Regions from separate parts of the Bicyclus anynana genome. Here region 2 is linked to region 1. Evidence: chromatin contacts called from public Hi-C data. All regions are on one chromosome and are shown on one strand. Each heading gives the region's core, a stretch centred on a gene start, on an enhancer-like site or on the middle of the called end of the contact. The rest is flanking DNA. Distances are from core to core; before and after follow the strand shown. Region 1 overlaps LOC112054017 (protein roadkill). Region 2 overlaps LOC112054017 (protein roadkill).

The links. A called contact is a pair of places that touch in the nucleus more often than the background predicts.
Region 2: a Hi-C map of whole larva shows a contact between it and region 1, with 2.4 times the contacts expected there. The contact joins two enhancer-like sites. A contact is called at or near these places in 2 of 2 Hi-C or Micro-C datasets (whole body and whole larva).

The regions. Positions count from the first base shown.
Region 1 is chr12:10,424,123-10,428,949 of ilBicAnyn1.1, forward strand. The region is part of intron 2 of LOC112054017 (protein roadkill); the gene reads left to right. Among protein-coding and RNA genes, the nearest start is that of LOC112054017, 38 kb to the left of the region's middle. Within about 2 kb of position 2,494, at least 4 of the 8 cell types and tissues checked have open chromatin away from gene starts, as enhancers often do.
Region 2 is chr12:10,460,190-10,465,016 of ilBicAnyn1.1, forward strand. It overlaps LOC112054017 (protein roadkill), which reads left to right. Exons shown (of 8, transcript XM_024093653.2): 4 at 4,550-4,827. Among protein-coding and RNA genes, the nearest start is that of LOC112054018, 20 kb to the right of the region's middle. Within about 2 kb of position 1,967, at least 8 of the 8 cell types and tissues checked have open chromatin away from gene starts, as enhancers often do.

The DNA.
Region 1 (4,827 bases), core at 1,244-3,743:
ATACAAGGGGAGAGTAGAATGAGAAAACATTAACCGTTTATTGTTGCTGTGGAGTACTTACTATATTTTTCAACCGAACCGTATTCGTTCATGACTTTCTGTAAGGAATTCTACGATGATTTATTTCAAACTTTCTATAATTTATCTTTTGAAAACAACTTCGAGGCATATTTAAAATGTTACACTGTATCTTATGTGCTTTAATTTATGGAACATAGTCTTGCGTTTGACAATGCCGTTCAAAGCTTAATGTATGCATATAGTAGGTAGATAAGTAGATATGTACATATATGTAATATAAAATCGAAAATTTGTGAAATTTTGCATATACCTACCGATGGAAAGTTGTCTTCGTCTCATATCTTCGGCTCGATGCATTGCGCCTTTCTTTCTTGATTGTCTTGATTTCACAATACATTGTTTGTACGTTCGTTTTCTACGTCAGTCTCTGCGATGAAATAGTTATAAATTTTATAATTAACAATAGTACATGTATTTTATATTTCAATTTAGGTGTAGTTTTCAATATATTATAGCAACTAATTTAAATGTTTCCAAGAGTCAAAAGCTGTTGAACCAACAACCGACATTGTTGCTTTTTGTACGTTTGATTTACGAGGATAGTGTATGTTGTATCGAGTTCTATTATTTGTATTGCTCTATTATTTGAAACCTTAACGTATTCATTGTGTAACTGTTAGTAAATGTCATGGTTTCCGTCTAACGTTGCCAGTGCTGTACAATCTTTATCATAAATCATCTGTAGTGGGACACTCCCTAGTCGCAAATGCCTAATTTTTAGATTATGCTATAACCGTGTTATGTCCATGTTAATGCGAGTTAAACCATTTATTAATAATAATACAAGAACCTCTTTGTTTTCTGAGTTTACATTTTAACTAAGGTATTTTAGCTGTACCTACTTGTTTATTTCTCAATGCATTTTTAAATATGATTTAAATTTTAAACAGACATGCTTTTCAAAATATGTCTAAATGGAACGAGTTTGTAATGCTTATCGTTTTCGTATGTATTGCATGTGCATATCTAAGTAAATGAAAACAATATAATGTACTTGTATATTTTAAACTCGGTACACAAAGCCGACTGAAAGTAATTGGGGTTTGACGAATACACGTATGTTCAAATAACTGTCTCGAAAGTAGCAAATGACCGATTAGTCGATTTGGAACATGGTTCTGTGGCACGTTAATTTGCCGAGGTGGCAATTCAGGACGGGGACATCGCGACGCACTCTGTGCTCACGAAGAGGCGTGGTGACCCATTTTGAGCGAAACACGAAATTGTGCTTCGAAGAATCGATGATATTATAACAACCGAATCTCGAGGCCTCCGCGGCGCTCCGCTGACGCTTCGGGATCTGTGTCAGGGTCCTCCCCCGTTGGCCCTAAACCCGCTCGCGGTGCCGATTGACCCGTAAAACTCGAACGTTTGTGTTTCCCTCCCTTACTCTTGTTTAGTGATTTTGGGGTCACTGCCTACCGATTTATGGTTCGGTGATCTTAAAACATTGATGCTAATAGTATTTTCATTTGGTGTTTGTAGATAGAACTTAACTACAAGCTAGTATTTGTATATTAATGTTTTACCTATGTATAATAACGTCGTCGCAATCGTAGAACCAAATTTTATGATCGATGATTTGCTTCATATTTCTGTTTCATAGTAAAATACCGTTGTAAAATTTACCTAAAAATTAATTAAGACAGACAAAAATTTAAACAGAAAAAGAAACAGGTGTATCGATGTTAAACAAAAGTCACACTCACATCATACCTACTTATTCCGGAAACATAATTAATTGTGTTTTCATGGCCGCAGTAGCTCTCGTTTACAAGAAAGTACTATACAAAATTTCTTGTAAAATTTGAGTAGATAATTTTTGATTAGATATTGTAAAACGCATAACACTAACGCGAGGGTAATAATACATACTAGACACATTCATGGGATGTCTGGTGAGAAAATCCCACTTCTGAACAATTTCAAGATTTCATATTCAAAGTTCATATCTCGGGTGAGATATGAAATAAAAATAGCAACGCAATTAACGCACATCATTCACTGAATTTTTATTAGAATGTCGGCCGCAATCCCCACTTCGATAAAGAAAAGTTGTTATTGTTGAGGTCGTATCGTGCGTTTTATAAATAAATTTCAATGTCCAAACTTGGATTTTGAATAATTTATGGTTCAGTTTAGATTCGCGAAAGTGACATAATGCAAAGATTACATTAGAAATAGAAAATTTTAAACATTTGAACTTTTTGTTTAGAGGATGTCAAAATTAAAATGTCACTAACAACGAAGTTACCATGGGAACGAACGTTGTCACAGCGTGACACAGAATACAGGGGCTGGAACTAAAATCAAGTGGTGATCGACCTTTGCGATTCTGTCACCTTCGCAGCAGAGCAGTCGGAGGCAGTGCCGGCATTGTCGCCTCCACGCCAATAGGAAGCGACACGGTCGCAGCTCGCTATTGGGCTTAAGGCCGCTTTCAATGTACCATCTTTTACCTTGTGCCCCTTACCGCGTATAGTGTGACCCGAAACCGACACTGGCCGCATTAGTTGTTTTAATGAAATATTATTTTATTATTATCTTCTATCTATTATATATACACTAATATTTTAAAGAGGAAACATTGTATACACTCGGGTATAACCGTGAAGTTTTGCTAGTCTGTATACGTTAGTGTTATTATTGTTAGAATTAATTTGTAGCTTTAGATTAGAACTTCCTAGCTTAGAAATTAAAACTAAGTGAGTACAATTGGTACAAGAAATTGACTTATTTGTACTAATTAATTAAGGACAGGGGCTTTATATCGTTATATTTCATTGTTATCTCAAGCTACTCGTATTTTATTATCGGGTCAAGTTTTATGTCCAGCAGTGGACGACCATCGATTGACAATGTTGATTTTATTATTAAGTCTGCCCTAGACCCTGTGTTTCCTAAATCTTAAGTTTCAGTTTATCTCTTCTATGAAAGAACGTTTCATATTATACCATTTACCATAAAGTGATCAACGCGAATCTGTGACATAAAAAAAACGTTGACTAACTTCGCCAATCATCTATACAATTTAAGACCGTTTCCTCACTTAACTATGCGCTCTTCTCTAGTCCACACAATGTGAATGTAGCTGATATCATCTAATAAAGAGGCTACTTAGTGAGCCTACAAATGCTCATGAATAGCACTTTACCCAATTTTTTTTCTACGTCACTCATTTGTCATGTAGGTCAAATGCATTACGATGTCAAAATTGACCCCGTTTTTGTTGCCGTGTACTAACTAGGCAATTGCGAGTATCGGCTTGATAAAGACACTATCTACGATACAGTTACTGTTATTTTTTATATTTAACCGACTTCCAAAAACCTTGGGAATCTTATACACGCGTGTACTTTATTTGAGTACTTACTTACCTATATCTGAATCGATTCCGATGCCCCATTTAAAAATGTTGCTATGAAAATTACTTATGCGTGTTTTTATCAAAAGCTTTGAATTAATAATACCTTAAACTAAAACCATTTATTTGAATTATCAGACTTAAAAGTAATTTTCTCTTTAAGCCAATTTATTATGTGCTGTTTGTCGTGGGACTAATTCAACATGCGTTTAAAACACTTAATTACTATTAAGGTTTTAGTTTTAACTTTCAAGTTAACAAATATCTTTTTTAAATTACTAAAATTAAAATGGGTTTGGAATTTAATTGGTAAAGTTAATAACTTAACTTATTAATGGAGTAAAATTAAACCTATATTACGAGTATTATTTTAAATTTTGGAATAATTGTATAACAATTTAAGATAAGCACGGTTGTTTTGATGTAACAAAAAGAATAACGGTTGTACGGTTCAATGTTAAGGATATATTATGTAAAAACTGGTACTATATATGCTTGAGAATTATGTTTTGAATTGATTACCAACGGATCGCCCGTTGATTTAAAAGATAACTTTAGCGCGTAGAATACGGAAGTGCCCATTATAAAACCTCGATAGATTTCGAGGTTCGCCACTGAAGTACGCCGCGTAGCATTGGTTTAATCCTGTAACAGAGGTCGCGTATAAAATTAATAAAAATGTACAAGCCGGCCGCCCTGGCATCGCACGGACGGCCTTAATACTTTTAAATTAGTTTGATGTACTCATGCACCATAGATTCTTCAAGTAAGTCAATGTTATTTTTTTTTTTATATATTCTTTACAAGTTAGCCCTTGACTACAATCTCACCTGATGGTAAGTGATGATGCAGTCAACGATGGAAGCGGGCTAACTTGATCGGTGAAGGATGAAAATCCACACCCCTTTCGGTTTCTACACGGCATCGTACCGGAACGCTAAATCGCTTGGCGGTACGTCTTTGCCGGTAGGGTGGTAACTAGCCACGGCCGAAGCCTCCCACCAGCTAAAATATTTGAATTTTAATGAATAAAGATTTTGATTTCTCTATACGACTAGTATATTTATAAACCTGTGGAAGTACGTGAATAAAAATTTCCAACGCTATTAACCTTAAAACTAAAGAACCAAATAAATGACAGCAGGTATTTAATGATGAATTCCATTTTTGTTAGATATCATTTGCAAAAGCAAAGTAATTGATAAAAACGTCAGTAGAATTCGTTCAGTTAATGTTAATCTAAGCGATGTATAATTAATGTATAGTTAAAATGATAAAATAGTAAAAATATCCAAAGATTTACCATGTTATTGTATGGCATATAAATATAAATCAGTTTAATAATGGAAACTAAATCTTGGCTCACCGTCAAGGCAAAATGC
Region 2 (4,827 bases), core at 717-3,216, 36 kb after region 1:
ATGGCCATTATATACCATTTTAGAATCCTCACAAAAAGCTCTTCAATTTGACACCCATATTGCAATATTAGGAAAAAAAAAAATTTTTTTCACCTCGAGTCTATAGCGTCTCACAGTCGTCTTGTTATTTTTTTTTTAGTTTCACCTATCTAAGAACACTTGGGTTATTGAGACAAATCTAACGATATCCTAATTACGTAAATCCGTTCAGTGGTTTGGAAGGTATGAGGTAATAAAGAATATTACATACATACATACATACATATATACATACATACATACATACAAGATACGCGCGAAAAACATAACCCTACTTGCAGTCGGGTAAAAAGACCAATGTGGTGGTTAGTTAGTAACTTGAAAAGAAATATTGATATCTCATACTTTTCGTAGTAACGTCAATTTTTATTTTGCATTTAAAATCCATTTAACAATGGATATTAATAGCATTAATTTTATTGTTAACAAGAATAACTTACCACTAATAATGTAAATACGAGTATACTAATTTAAGTAACTGTAATTAAAGTATTTTTAAATTACGTATCGTTATCATGTCAATTATATCTTCTATCAGCTGTCTTGGATTTTTTTTTGTACATATTGATTAGCGATTTACTATGATCTCATTCGATGATACGGTAGGAGTAATGACAGTAGGTAGCTTACTTTTAAGAAGCAATAACATTAACAACGTTGAGATACATATACATAGGTACCAGTGGCGAAGGATGGAATTTTGACGAAGGTAAGCCGTGCCAGAGAGAAGGAAATTCATACCGCTTGATAATAACTCCGGTTTCTCTTACATCTTTACATATTCATTATTATGTATTGCTTTTTAAAAGGTAACCCGACGGGAATCGGCCTATATTATGGACTTTTCGCCGATGGTAGATATCTATAATATGCGTCAAACATTTAGTCAGCTCTAAAGTTGCAAACTGTGCCAATATTACCCTGTTGGGATATATTGGACACTGCACCTATATGCCCTTTCTTCAAAGCGCACTTGAATTATCCATATCCATATTAAATTGTAGAGAGCCACGGCCGAAGTGATGTAAAGCAATTTATGTTAAATACTCGTATGGGTGATTCTAGAAACTTGAGCCTAGTACCTATCCAATATAAATAAACCTATCCAAGTAAATATATAATTATTTTTATTTTCTCCATAGGTAGTTCTTATTGCAAGCGTTACTGGTATAATTATAATTATTAATTATTAATTTATTAGGTCGGTAGGTAAGCGTACAGGAAACTGAATGCGTAAATACATTGACCACAATTGTGTCATAATTACTTGACTATTATGGATGGAACCATAATAAATAACCTTGTTACTAAATACAAAATGTCGAATATATAATAATATCAAAACTTTTTTTTCTCTTTCATTTATTATGTAAGTAGTTATATTTAGAGTAAACCACATAAAACATAGGTAACAAACACAGAAGCGTAACTAAGTCTGAAAACAGTAACAATTAATATTAATTGTCACTGTTTCGTTAATTAATTATCTTCATCGATTTGTAAGTTACTTCTTTTATGATATAATGTTTAGAAAATAAATGTATTTCACCGCCAATATGACTAAGCTCTTGTAAATATGTAACAATATTAATTAGTAGAAAATAGGTAAATAAATTCCTAGTAAATAGGTATTGCTTAAAAGGATACCGTTAGTTTAGTAGTTAAAGTTATTAGTTAGTAGGTGGGAGGTACCTAAATACGAGTAACAATTTCAATATATAGATGGAGGTATTATGTATACAATATATTAAGGTTCCGATGGTCAAAATAAAAACCTTGGGTTTCGCGATGGATATAGTTGTAATCCAAGAAAGCGGGGATGATGCGGGCGGCCTTGCGGCGGGTCGGTGACCGGCCGAAGACCCCAGCAGCACCGCAAGCTCGCAGGCCGGCAAGCAAGCAACGGTCGGGGGCAACGACCAAGCCCCAGCGCACCGCCTAGGCCTGACCTCGGAGTGCCCATGTGCCCACCTCGTCGTGCCGAGGGCCCCCACGTGTATACTCCGACGTCTCCGACTGACTGAACCTTTACGAGCTTTTATTTACGAGTACTTGTCAACCAACTAGTAATACTGTTAGCTAAAATTTTTTTTTTTATTCTTTACAAGTTAGCACTTGACTGCAACCTCACCTGATGGTAAGTGATGATGCAGTCTAAGATGGTAGCGGGCTAACTTGTTAGGAGGAGGATGAAAATCCACACCCCTTTTCGGTTTTTACACATCATCGTACCGGAACGCTAAATTGCTAAAACTAGCCACGGCCGAAGCCTCCCACCAGCCATAAAACGAAATTACAGTTCAATCGTTGTATCACACCTTTGGTGGTAATTCATTACTATGGTATTATATGGAGCTGGTATGATGATGGAATCGCATAGTGCGAGTAGGAGCTCCTAAACAAAACAAATTCAATTGCTCTACTTTGGGTTATTTATTTTAGCAGCTGCTTATCTAATTTGGCTTCTTTTTTCATCTTCTCTCTTCTGCGAGTTAAATTCCGTACATCGCTGCAACGTGTCGTTGATATAATTTCATATTGCTTACAAATGCGCTAATGGACTCGAAATCGCGATCAACGAACTATCTGGCACTGCCAACACTACGAACAGTCAGTACATTATCAATGAGTACATTACACATATTAGAGAGAGAGAGAGAGAGAGAGAGCTATTTAAGAAAGTAATCTAATATGAAACGAATACCAGTATTATTGTCTCCAAAACGAACAAAAGGGTTTTTATAAATACATTTATAGGTATGTATAGTGAAACATTCTGATTTCCGAAACTAATAAACGGATTTTTCTAATACATATATATCTATACTAATATTATAAAGTTGAAGAGTACGTTTGTTTGTTTGTTTGATTAAACGCGCAAATCTCAGGAACTACTGGTCCAATTTGAAAAATTCTTTCAGTGTTAGATAGCCCATTTATCGAGGAAGGCTATAGGCTATATATCATCCCCGTATTCTTACGGGAATGGAAACCACGCGGGTGAAACCGCGCGGCGATATAGGTTACATGTCAATCTTTGATTCTCCAAGATCGAATGAAGAAAATAAATAGACAAGTAAGAAAACATACTCGTGTCTAACCATCTCAAATGGGACAATAACTCAACCGTTATAAAATTGGCAAACGCCTTGGGTCGTAAACCGCGCTACATCATTCTAATCTAAAGTTATTTGTACAACATAGGTGAGCAAAGGGTTACTCACGCTTTTATTTGTCGTAAACTTGTTGTCAGGTGTTCGAAGTGGTCGCTTCTTCAATAGACGTAAAATGTATAAAATATACAACGCGGTTTCGTAGTGGTTTGGAACTGTGGAGATATTAAACTGTATATAATATGTATTATATACTCAGACCAATTATTGTATAGGACCTGCCTCGCTAGACGTTACTTTTCTGTCAAAGTATATGATCAACGATCTAATGCGATTATAAAAACTGTCTCTATAGAATCGATGTTAAATAGTTGTAATCTTGTTCGTCGGTTAAAGAGCTCCGTAAAAATACCTTTTTGTGTAATTGAATTGTTTAAAAAACGGGCAAAAACTTCTGGTTTAGTATAAGATATATACCAAATCTAAGGTCGTTTTCTTCAGAAAATGACAGACAATTTTGTTCGTGACTATGAGTGCGATACAGGTCCTTCTATAATTGGTCTGAGATTATATACTAGTAGTCTGTAGTATGTGGAATTGAAACTGGTTTATGCGGGACATGTGTGATCTCGTTCTCAGATTTTCTTTTATAGATAAAAGGCAAAAATATATATGATTTAACGTGGTTTAAACCCTAGCACATTCTAGTTCTACTATTGTTTGCTAAAATTGAATCAAGTCTAACCATACAAATCACTACATTCAAATTATAAGAAATCAGCGTATTATACAATATAAACAGCCTTTTTAAAACTCTTTGTAAAACGGATTTTTGAGATCCATTCAAAATATTACCTCTATTGATCCAGCTTATCAATTCAAATTCATCAGTTCACCTATAATAATAAATAAATAATAATAAATATACTTAAACAATGCACATCACTATCTAGCCCCAAAGTAAGCATACAGAGTAGCTTGTATTATGGGTGCTAAGATAGTTGATATTATAATATTAATATACAATTATATACTACATATAAATACTTATATAATGTATAAATACATACAGACACTGGAAAACACTCGTGCTCATCACACAAATATTTTTCAATTGTGGGAATCGAACCCACGGCCGTGGATGCAGAAAGCAGGGTTAGTTAGTTAGTTACTTCAGTTACCTCAAGTATCTTTAAAAATACAAACTGCTCAATGGTGTTATATGATTACTAACAAACATCAGGCTGGAAGATTGGAATGGTTTTAAATGATACGAAATGTGCAAACAATTGTTGACCAAGAGTAGTGAACAATTAGTTTGTAGGTTAAAAATTGTTTTTCCGTTATTATATTATTATGATTATGTGTTTATTAATATGTGTTTCCTCTCTTTTCAGGTCAAGGTGGTGAAATTCAGTTACATGTGGACAATAAATAATTTTAGTTTTTGTAGAGAAGAGATGGGTGAAGTGCTAAAATCATCGACATTCTCAGCCGGTGCTAGTGATAAATTAAAATGGTGTCTCCGCGTTAATCCTAAAGGACTGGATGAAGAGAGCAAAGACTATTTATCGTTATATTTATTATTAGTGTCGTGTAACAAATCAGAGGTTCGGGCAAAGTTCAAGTTTTCAATATTAAACGCAAAACGGGAGGAAACAAAGGCGATGGAATC